2 separate regions of the Danio rerio genome follow, and region 2 is linked to region 1. Evidence: chromatin contacts called from public Micro-C data. All regions are on one chromosome and are shown on one strand. Each heading gives the region's core, a stretch centred on a gene start, on an enhancer-like site or on the middle of the called end of the contact. The rest is flanking DNA. Distances are from core to core; before and after follow the strand shown. Region 1 holds the start of otud7b (OTU deubiquitinase 7B). Region 2 overlaps otud7b (OTU deubiquitinase 7B).

Region 1 (5,959 bases), core at 1,818-4,317:
GTTTCACAAATCTCAAGTTTTTTTGGGGAACAACTTTTATGTTCAATACACTTAAGTTTGTAAAAAACAATTAAGTTAATCGATTTTACATTTTACAAAATGACACCCATTAATGTATATAATTGTGACTTTTGTGTTTTTTTCTTTACTCTCATTTGATGCCCAGGCCCTGTGGTTCATCAACTGTTGGTTTAAACACTCTAACAAAGAAAGGCATGCTTATTTGAATATTTTATCAGTCAACTGCACGACATGTGATGTAACAACCCAACCCCTTCTATGTCAATTAAAACTAAAGTTGCTAGATGGCTGATGATGCAAATTTCTTAACAGTGCTGTTCCTTTATATTTGTTTACAAATAATTTATCTTAATACACTTGTATAGAACTTTTTAATGTGGCATTGTCACTGGCCTATGAACATTTCCTTCTTGTTGTTTAACTATTTTGTAACTGTAACAAGAGGCACATTAATCATATTTTTATATTAAAAGAGCTATTATAACATTATTTATCAATATGAGGATATTTTTGGATTCTTAGAAGATTTGGAAGTTAAAAATGTAATAGAGCAAATAGGTTAGGACCACTGTTATTGTTTACATCCCTCAAAATGGTCTATATCTTTAAACAATAGTAATATCATAGAGCAAATATGGTAATTAGTAAATATTACTGTGTATAAACACCTTCAACATAATATATTATCATTTGTCCAGCTAAAACTGCACAACAAATCTAATTATGATACAGAGAGATAGATTCTTCTTCTTCCTAATGAATATATATGTTTTATATTTTGGAATTGTATGATATTCAGCTTAATAATAGCAGGCATAAACAATACACTTACACATAGAGGAAAAGTTGGATTTATATTCAGATATTCAGACATTCTCTTTAATATAATTTCAGAAAAGCATTCTTAGCAAATTCTAAATACTGAAATCATATTATTACTACCATTAATCTTAAAATCATATTATTACTAGTATCATATTATTAAACTATTCCGTAACTGTAACAAGAGGCAATTTAATCAAATCTTAATATTAAAAGAGCTATCATAACATCATCAATTTGTGGATTTTTTTGTTTTATTTTTGGAAGCTTTGGAAATTAAAAATGTAATACAGGAAATAGTCTAGGACCATTGTTATCGTTTACATCCCTGAAAATGGTCTATATAATCAAATAATAGTAATATCATAAAGCAAATCTGTTTAATTAATAAATATTACTGTGCAAGTACACCTTCAACATAGAATATATTCATTCATCGAGCTAAAACTACACAACAAATCTAATTATAGTACAAAGAGACAGATTATTCTTCCTAATAAATATATTTGTAATATATGTTGAAAGTGTATGATATTAACCTCAACAATAACAGGCAGATAAACAATACACTTACACATAGAGGCAAAGTTGGATTTATATTCAGATATTCAGGCATTCTCCTTAATATAATTTCAGAAAAGCTTAGCAAATTAGCAAATTCTACATACTGAAATCATATTATTACTACCATTAATCTTAAAATCATATTATTACTACTATCATATTATTAAACTATTCTATAACTGTAACAAGAGGCAATTTAATCAAACCTTAATATTAAAGCAGCTATCACAGCATTATCAATATGTGGATATTTTTGGATTCTTGGAAGCTTTGGAAGTTAAAAATGTAATACAGGTATTAGGTCAGTTACTGTTTACATTCCTCAAAATGTTCTTGATCTTCAAATAATAGTAATATCATAGATCAAATTGTTTAATTAGTAAATATTACAGTGTATAAACATATATTTTCATTCGTCCAGCTAAAACTGCCCAACATATTCAATTACGGTACAGAGAGATAGATGCTTTTTCCTAATCAATACATTTTGGAAGTGTATGATATTTAGCTCAATGATGACAGGCAGATAAATAATACACTTACAAATACAGCAAAAGTTGGATTTATATTCGGATATTCAGACATTCTCCTTAAGAATATCATTTCAAAAATGTATTCTTTGTAAATTCTAAATACTGAAATCATATTAGCAGCTGATGACCATCAAAGTAAAACATTGTTTGGTCAATTAGAAAGTGATAATGTTGATTTGAAATTATACTTCCATGCTAATTCTGCATGAATATTCAAATTAGCGTGGTAAACAATACAGAGACAGTTAAATGAGCTAATGTGTGAATATAAAACCAACTTTACCTCAGTCACTTACACACAGTGGAAACGTATGGAACACACGCTGTATTCAATATAACGTTACAAACTATAAAACAGATGCTAATCAAATATGATTGACTGGTCCGCGTACAATACAGAACACACAGACATGACAACAAAATACCAGTGAGGCATGAAGGGTCAAGTGGAAGAAAGGAGAGACATGCTAGCATTTGATAGCCATTTAAACACAATTAAGTTCTTATTCTCTCAACATTTAAAACTGCACACTTCGTCCATCTCGAAAACTGTCATTGCTTGACCAGTTAGTTAGCAGCTCGGCTAGCAGACAGTATGAGTGTCTCCCAAAGTTGCTGAGGTACAAATACTGCGTTAGCTCAATTACTGTTACCAAATGTTCTCGTGCACAATTTAGAGCGACTGATGAGACTTGTAACAAACTTTTATGGTCTGTACACAGCTAGTTTATCTAGTTTCATCAGTTAAAGAAGGGTCAGTCGTGGTCCCCTCGGAGTGTCCAGCCTAAAACATGACCTAACGGCCAACTTTCCTTTATTAACGCTCTACTTTCACACAGTTTTTCAAAACATAACGTATAAACCGGAGCCAAACTATTGATGTAGAGGAAATAACAGACACTTTGCTTTCATCACAGACACTCAGGGGCTGGAGAAAATCGACCCGGTTCCGTTACAAAACGCTCGTGAGGGTTTTTCGGGCTCGCGGAGCTAAAGCTAATGCAGTTGCGCGCTTACCTCGAGCGGCCTCGCGGAATTTCTCTCTCATTTCCTCCCACTCTTGGCTGTTCGCTCGCAGAAAATACTTCCTCTTGGGTTGTGTGCTATTGTTGTGTTATGTAAATATCAAAGAAACGTCTTGCTTTTTGTCTTATAAAGACTTGACGACTAAGTACATTCTTACTCCCACAACAACAACGTCAAGGCGATACAAATCCGCCCATCTAAGGAAACTCAACTAGCCGTGTCGGCCAATCATCGAGCGAGTTGAGGTTGACAGGCATAGACGTGAGCCAATGACAGTTGGAGTTTCCTCATTAGCTCCGCCTTCAGGCTGTAAATGGCAAATGTGAGGAGAGAGTGGGATCTCAGTATTCCACGCTGGTTGGTTAGCCACATTGCACATGATGGGCATCGGTTAGAGGAGCCTATGAAAGAAAATCGGACCCGAGTGACAGTGACAAAGCAATAAGCACCAATTTTATTTAAGGGGACCGGCTTAGTCACGATGTGATTTGCTGATGCTGGAAAAACGTCATCATTATATTGTCTGGTTAATTCCACATGCTCCCCCAGCATGACCTCATGGGTTATTTTTGCTATGAGATAAGCAATCATTTCTGTGGAAAACAAGTGGTCTAAAAATTTCCTAACAGAGATGTGGCATTGTTTACTGAATAAAAGTTCTAGTAATAAATAATTTCATCAATTTTTAAACAATACAACACTCAATTTTAAGTAATGAACACATAATCAGCTACCAACATTAATAATTATATAAAAATTCCTAATCTGTTAAATCATACTTTGGAACGATAAGATTATTTAATATTTAGTTCAGAAAAGGCAAAGAGCATATGATGATAGACAACATTTTGAACTCAAGAAAAAAATATATTTTTAATTTCCTGCTAAAAATTGGACCAAAGTAGAAAACACCTCAGAAGAAACTTCATTTTACACATACAGTTTGTCGATTCAAGCTATTCATTCTTATACTAGTTAATTACTGCATATATTTGAGTAAACTGTAAGTATAACCTATTTTAAAAAGGTGCTAAAATGAAAAGCAGGACAGCAACAGATTTTAATCCAAATTAATTTATTGGAAATATACAGATCACTACTCACAACAACGAGTTTCAATGAGTGAATACATGTCAATCCACATACATTTTAAAGTGAACTTCCACTTTGTACAAAAAAAAAGTAAATAAAATGGTGTTGAAAATACCAACAGGTTTAACATGTACGTGTCAGCAACTTCATTAACAAAATGCCACCAGGCAGATGCTGAAAAACTAACAATTACGAGGAAAAAACCCACTAAAACCTTTATTTAAAGAGATACACTTCAATCTGACTCCAAACTGTGTTGAAAAATGATCCCACAGCGGCTGGGAAACAGACACCGGAGGCAAACAGGGGTAAAATCAGCGTCGCCGTCTGTCAGGACTCCTGCTGCGCCTCCTTCCACCCCTAGAGGAAAACACAACAGTCCATCAGTCATGTTGTATTACGGCCTGTATCATTACCAAATCCAATAGAAGACAAATCTCCAGTACAAATGAAGTTTGCGAGTGAAAAGGCCTGAGTATATAAATCCAGTTTAACAAGATAAGAAACTGACTCACCTCCTCTTGCTCTTCGGGGGTCCCCTTACAAAGCACCAGTCAACACTGATTGGTTGTCCCATAAGTTCTTGACCATTCAGACCCTCCATTGCAGCCTGTGCTTCTTTGTAGGTCTCGTACTCCACCAATGCATAGCCCTATGGGGAAAAAAATAAAAATAAATTAAGTTTCATTAAGTTAACTTTATTGAATGTATGTTTAACACTGACAGCTTCAAATAAAATACCACAACTGTAATAAATGTACAGATAAACAACATACAAAAATCATGAAAATAAAGTGAATGTTTTAAACTATGTATGAAAAGGGTTGCCTGGTTTTAGAACGGTCTCATGAGTCTTAAAACAGCCAAACTAAACATTTTATGCTTGAAAAAAACCTAGAAATACAACTTCAATAGTTATGAGTCACAGCAAATGATGAGAAACATCATAAGAAAACAAAATAAATAAGTTTGTTGTAGTGACAATCTGCAATATCAGCTTGCTTATTATTAAAGACAACAATTAGGATAATATCATAGACAAAATACTTCTAATGTACAACATTTAAACTCTCCAATTTATACAGTATGCCCAAGATATTATCATAATGCAAATTAACCAGTTCAAGAGTATATTTTTAATGGAACATGATTAGATTTCTTAGATATGAAAGTTTTGAATAATCAATACTTAATATGACATGTAAACAATGCAGACAGAATGAGCTTTAAAATTTATTATAAAAGCAAAATTCTAAAATGGACATCTCTGGACAAACAAAGCCGTTGCAACTAATGATCCGATGAGAAATTTCAGTAGGCTCCATAAGAAACAGCAATATAATCAAATGAAACACACAGTCAAGTCAAACTGTGTGTTCTGTATAAAACACCACCATCTGCTGGACAACATCGAGAACATGCACGATTTCTGATTCATCAATTCCTCTACATAAGAAAAATTATTTTTCCAGTAAGGGAAATCTACAACCACTTAGAGTTACTGCAAAAGTTTCCACCGGTCATATGAAAGAACTTTTTTCCCTCCTAAAGCAAATATATATTTTTTATACACAAACACATATACAAGTCTTTTTACTAAGGGTGTCACGATCCTCCAAATCCTCGATTTGATTACATTTTCGATTCTAAAGGCACGATTCGATTTTCTAATTTTTATGAATAATTAATTAATTAATGACCAATTAATTATTTGTAGCCTACCGTTTAAACTACCTGACCTGCATAGTCTTTGTTTTACCGATAAACAAATCATACAGTAAATGAATAAAGGCAAGATACACACATAATTACCACCTGTCAATCACTTTTTCTGCGGGACTCGTGAATAGGCAGTGATTGTGTCGTTATAATGGCATCTGTAAAAAAAGACGCACATCCAA
Region 2 (5,891 bases), core at 1,475-3,974, 46 kb before region 1:
GAGGACAAGGAAGCAATTTACACAATTAAGAGCAACAATGAATAAGTGCTATAGGCAAGTTTCAGGTCTGTAAAGTCTAAGAAGGGAAGTATTGGTAATATTAGTAATTTTTTTTTTTTTTTGGGTACAGTTAGTGTGCTATTCAGAGAGGCAATTGCAGATTAGGAAGTGAAGTGGAGACTAAATAGTTGAGTTTTTAGTCGTTTCTTGAAAGTAGCGAGTGACTCTGCTGTTCTGATGCAGTTAGGGAGTTCATTCCACCAACTGGGCAGATTGAGCGTGAGCGTGAGCGAAAGTGATTTCTTCCCTCTTTGGGATGGAACCACGAGGCGACGTTCATTCACAGATGAACACTGAAAACTCTAAAAAGAACAAGTGCACTTTAAATACCCGGATGATGGACTTATTCAACCAGTAAAATGTGTGGAATGTTGGACACTTCACGCACTCAACAACCGCAACTTTGCTCACGTAGTGGAAGGGGCAGAGCTTTCAGGCTCTTATATGGGATTTCATTATTTATTTTGGATTGTGAAATCAAAATTCCCCTATGAGAGTGATCATTCATTTCACTTTTCAAATTTGGCGACCGTAAAAACATCATCAGGGAAACGGTTTTAATTTCTGCTTAGTAAAAAAAACAAAAAAAACATTAGAGTTCCATTTGTGACGACACTACATTCAAATAAAATACTGTTGAGTGTGTAAGTGCATAAGTACCAGGCCCGTGCACAGACCTTTACAGGGGCAGGTGCTCAACACAATCGCATAGTGAAGAGCGGGAAGGGGCACCTCAGCCAATGAGGGCAGAGGGGCAGTGGCTCTAGCCACCGGGCCACCCCCCTGTGCACAGCTCTGATAAGTACATAGTGCATAGTGTGCCATTTAGGACAATGCACAGCTCTGATAAGTACATAGTGCATAAGTGCATAGTGTGCCATTTGGGACAATGCTCGAGTTTGGTCATGCCCGTTATAGATGATACTGCGATAATACAATATAAAAATGACTTAAGATTGAGATAAATTTGTATCATTTTTCAAGGAGACAAGATGATTCTTCTAAAACATAAATTAAATAAATTAATTTTAAAAAGATTTGACGCATACTCATATTTTTTTTTTTTTTTCGGCTTAGTCTGTTTAATAATCTGGGTTAGCCACAGCGGAATGAACCGCCAACTTATCCAGCACGTTTTATGCAGCGGATGCCCTTCCAGCCGCAACCCATCACAGGGAAACATCCATACTCACTCATTCACACACATACACTATGGACAATTTAGTCTACTCAATTCACTTGTACAACATGTCTTTGGACTTGTGGGGGAAACCGGAGCACCCAGAGAAAACCCACACGTACACAAGGAGAACATGCAAACTCCGATTTGATGCATACAATTGCTCAAATGTATCATTTTTTTCTGAAATAATATTATTTGCATTTTGATATTTGATTACTATTTAAAACAAATCATTTAAAAGTGAATAATTCTAGTTCAGGATCATAATAATAGTCAGTTATAATATTGGTACAATATAGTACAATAGTTTCATAGTATAATAAAAAAAAAAATACATACACACCAATATCTGAGAGTACTCATGTACAATGCACAAGTTATAAAAATTCTTATTTTTTTTAATTATAACAAACTTATTAAAAATAAAAAACATGAAAAATCACATGTGCATAAGTATTCACAGCCTTTGCTCAATACTTTGTTGATGCACCTTTGGCAGCAAGTACAGCATCAAGTCTTTTTGAATATGAGGCCACAAGCTTGGCACACCTGTCTTTGGGAATTTTTGCTCATTCCTCTTTGCAGTACCTCTCAAGCTCTATCAGGTTGAATGGGAAGCGACGGTGCACAGCCATTTTCAGATCTCTCCAGAGATGTTCAATGGGATTTAGATCTGGGCTCTGGCTGTGCCACTCAAAGACATTCCCCGAGTTGCTGTAAAGCCACCCCATTGATATTTTGACCAACAATTTTTAAAAACTTTTTCACATTGTCATAATAGGTATTAGAATGTTGAGGAAATAAAATGAATTTAATCAACAAAAACTAACATTGTAACAAAAAAAGAAAAAAAATGTGGAAAAAGTGAAGCGCTATGAATACTTTCCGGATGCACTATATATTTATAGTATCCATAGGGCACGCAGTGTACTTTTTAAACTGTCAGAGTAAATTGTTTACAAAAGATTTCACGTTGACATTTCACAATAATTTCACAATAAACCAGTTCAATTCTTGTTAGCATGTCAAACAAAGCAAGAAGCTCACCTGTACCTCACAGGGCAGAGGAAGCCAGGTGACAGTCATGTAGCAATGCAGCAGATGGAGCTTGGCCTCCAGAGATAAGGTTACACTGAAACCAAACAACAGGCAGATCAGAGCAATTCAACTCACTGCAAATGCAGAACCTAAAATGACTCACAACAGCAAAGAATTCAGGAACATTTATGAAAAGTACATAACATTGGCAAAAGACAAGATTTGAGATGAGATATTTAGGTCAAATCTACAACAGGATAACAAATGTGAAAACTGAATGAGAGGGAACTACAACCCTCAACTGTAAGAGCTTTTCTGTGTTCCATTCATAGCAAGCATTTAGGATAATCTGCATTAAAGAACGAAAGTTGCTAATCTTGAGTGTTGGCCAACAGGGCACAGTCCCAGCGGGCTCCACAGGGCTAATGCCGTCATTATGCTCAGACATTACTTAACTCTGCTCTAAATAAGTCAGAGCTGAGTCATTTGGCGCTTCATGGTCAAAATAATCAGAATACTTTGAAAACATTTTTTTTCTGAGCACAGCTACAAGCACAACACAGCAATTACAGGAATGTTCTTGGTTTAAAACAAGTGAAAATCTATGGATGGCATCTTTGACGTCTACTAAATACCAGAGAAAATAATTTAATCTCATCCCAAGTTTATATTACCGTGCAAAAAATAGCAAAACATTCTAGCGCATGTGCTACAGTAAAAATGAAAGCTACCAATTTGTGCTTTAAAACCCTCCAGGACATTTCACTTCACACTTAAAGGGATGGTTCACCCCAAACTGAAAATTCTGTCATCATTTGCTCACTTGCTTCAAATCTGTTTAAGTTTTTTTCTTCTGATGAACACAATAAAAACCTGTGACCATTGACTTCCATAGTATTTGTTTTTCCTTCTATGGAAGTCAGGTTTTCAGCATTCTTTAAAATATCTTCCTTTGAATCAACAGAGGAAAGAAACTCAAATAAGTCGGTAACAACTGAAGGGTGAAACAATGGAGTAAATGCTTGTTAATACAAATTTCTAATCAGCCAATCATATGGCAGAAACTCAATAGAACTCAATGCATTTAGGCATGTAGACATGGTCAAGACGATCTGCTGCAGTTCAAACAGAGCATCAGAATGGGGAAAAAAGGTGATTTAAGTGACTTTGAATGTAGGATGGTTGTTGGTGGCAGACGGGCTGGTCTAAGTATTTAAGAAACTGCTGATCTACTGGGATTTTCACGCACAATAATCTCTAGTGTTTACAGATAATGGTTTGAAAAAGAGAAAATATCTAGTGAGCGGCAGTTCTGTGGGCTCAAATGCCTTATTGATGCCAGAAGTCAGAGGAGAATGGCCAGACTGGTTCCAGCTGATAGAAATTCAACAGTAACTCAAATAACCACCCGATACAAATGAGGTATGCAGAAAAGCATCTCTGAATGTACAACACATTCAACCTTAAGGTGGATGGGCTACAGCAGCAGAAGACCACACCGGGTGCCACTCCTGTCAGCTAATTCGACTACAATTCACTCAGGTCACCAAAATTGGACAATAGAAGATTGGAAGTTTGGAAAAAAGTTGCCTGGTCTGATGAGTCTCGATTTCTGCTGCGACATACGGATGGTAGGGTCAGAATTTAGCATCAAGAACATAAAAGTATGAATTCAACCTGCCTTCTATCAATGGTTCAGGCTGCTGGTGGTGGTGTAATGGTGTGGAGGATATTCTCTTGGCACACTTTGGGCCCATTAGTACCAATTGAGCATCGTGTCAACGCCACAGCCTACCGGAGTATTGTTGCTGACCATGTCCATCGCTTTATGACCACAGTGTACCCATCTTTTGAGGGCTACTTCCAGCAGAATAACGCGCCATGTCATAAAGCGTGAATTATCTCAGACTGGTTTCTTAAAGCATGACAATGAGTTCACTGTACTTAAATGGCCTCCACAGTCACCAGAACTCAATCCAATAGAGCAATTTTGAAATGAGGTGGAACGTGAGATTCGCATCATGGATGTGCAGGCGACAAATCAGCAGCAACTATGTGATGCCATCATGTCAATAAGGACCAAAATCTCCAGTACCTTGTTGAATTTATGCCATGAAGGATTAAAGCAGATCTTAAGGCAAACGGGGGTCCAACCAGGTACTACTAAGGTGTACCTAATAAAGTGGCCGGTGAGTGCACATATTCTTGCTTATTCAAAAAATGCAAGTTAAAACTGTTGTCTGTTGACATCTGTTAGTATCTCACTAATGCTGTCTATTTTATGCATGAGCAGAGGCTTTCAAACTAATTAATTTCCAATTGATCAGTTAATTAAACAAGGAGAGAAGAAAGGCGCAACAGTAACTGGAGCACAGAAAGCGACAAGCACAAAAACAACAACACAAAAAAGCTGTGAAATGTTGATGTTTGTGCAACTAAAACATTACAGATCTCTTGAACCATATTGTTAGGCATACTTCAGAAGGCAAACTCATGCTACAAACCATTTTGGGTCACACATTACCAATGAAACCTTATTATAAAGAATTTGCTAACATGAACTAATAATGAACTAATAACTAATTTATTAATCAAAGATCAACTTTTAATAAAGCATTATAAACATCCAAAGTCATGCTTTTTAACATTAGTTAATGCACCGTGAGTTAACATGAACTAACAATCAACAACTGTATTTATATTAATTAACATTAACCAACAAGAACAAATACTGTAATAAATGCATTGTTCATTGTTTGTTCCTGTTAATAAAAGCATTAACTAACATTAACTAATACAACCTTATTGTAAAGTGTTGAAATTACACTACCTGACAAAAGTCTTGTCTTCAATTCAAGTTGTAAGAGCAACAAATGATAACTTGACTTCTAGTTGATCATTTGAAAAGTGGCAGAAGGTTTTTCTGATGAATCATGTTGAACTGCATTACAATCATCACAAATACAGCAGAGGACCTATTGAAAGGGGCATGGACCCAATATTCTCTAAGAAATCAGTCAAGTTTGGTGAAGGAAAAACTATGGTTTGGGGTTACATTCAATATGAGGCGTGCGAGAGATATGCAGTGGATGGCAACATCAACAGCCTGAGATATCAAGACATCTGTGCTGCCCTTTACATTACAAACCACAGGAGAAGGAAAATTCTTCAGCAGGATAGCGCTGCTCCTCATGCTTCAGCCTCCACATCAAAATTTCTGAAAGCAAAGTAGGTCAAGGTGCTCCAGGATTGGCCAGCCCAGTCACCAGACATGAACATTATTGAGCATGTCTGAGGCAAGATGAAGGAGGAGACATTGAAGATGAAACCAAAGAATCTTGATGAACTCTGGGAGTCCTGCAAGAACACTTTCTTTGCCATTACAGATGACTTTATTAATAAGTTATTTGAGTCTTGCAGAGATGTATGGATGCAGTCCTCCAGGCTCATGGGAGTCATAAACAATATTCATTCTGTTTCCACTGCTCCATGATTTTATATTCTATACTGGACATTATTTTTGTTAAGTGACAAGACTTTTGATTAAGCAAAGTCAGATCTTACTGTCCTGATTAAATCATTAATAATCAAGGCATGATCATATTTTATT

The links. Hi-C and Micro-C count contacts between places; a contact is called where the count stands out from the background.
Region 2: a contact with region 1 is called in a Micro-C map of caudal fin, with 8 times the contacts expected there. The contact joins the enhancer-like site here to the promoter of otud7b in region 1. A contact is called at or near these places in 4 of 18 Hi-C or Micro-C datasets (caudal fin, embryo, hematopoietic stem cells and 1 more) and 1 of 4 datasets of contacts at active chromatin or transcription factors (caudal fin).

Annotation. Positions count from the first base shown.
Region 1 is chr16:50,397,178-50,403,136 of GRCz12tu, reverse strand. It overlaps otud7b (OTU deubiquitinase 7B), which reads right to left and starts at 3,067. Exons shown (of 12, transcript NM_001077744.1): 1 at 2,958-3,067. It overlaps rbm8a (RNA binding motif protein 8A), which reads right to left. Exons shown (of 6, transcript NM_001013345.1): 5 at 4,574-4,710; 6 at 4,031-4,418. The coding sequence ends at 4,373.
Region 2 is chr16:50,443,299-50,449,189 of GRCz12tu, reverse strand. It overlaps otud7b (OTU deubiquitinase 7B), which reads right to left. Exons shown (of 12, transcript NM_001077744.1): 11 at 2,297-2,375. Among named protein-coding and RNA genes, the nearest start is that of mtmr11, 24 kb to the left of the region's middle. Within about 2 kb of position 2,724, at least 3 of the 62 cell types and tissues checked have an H3K27ac peak or open chromatin away from gene starts, as enhancers often do. A contact at or near this core is called in caudal fin, where this site is marked.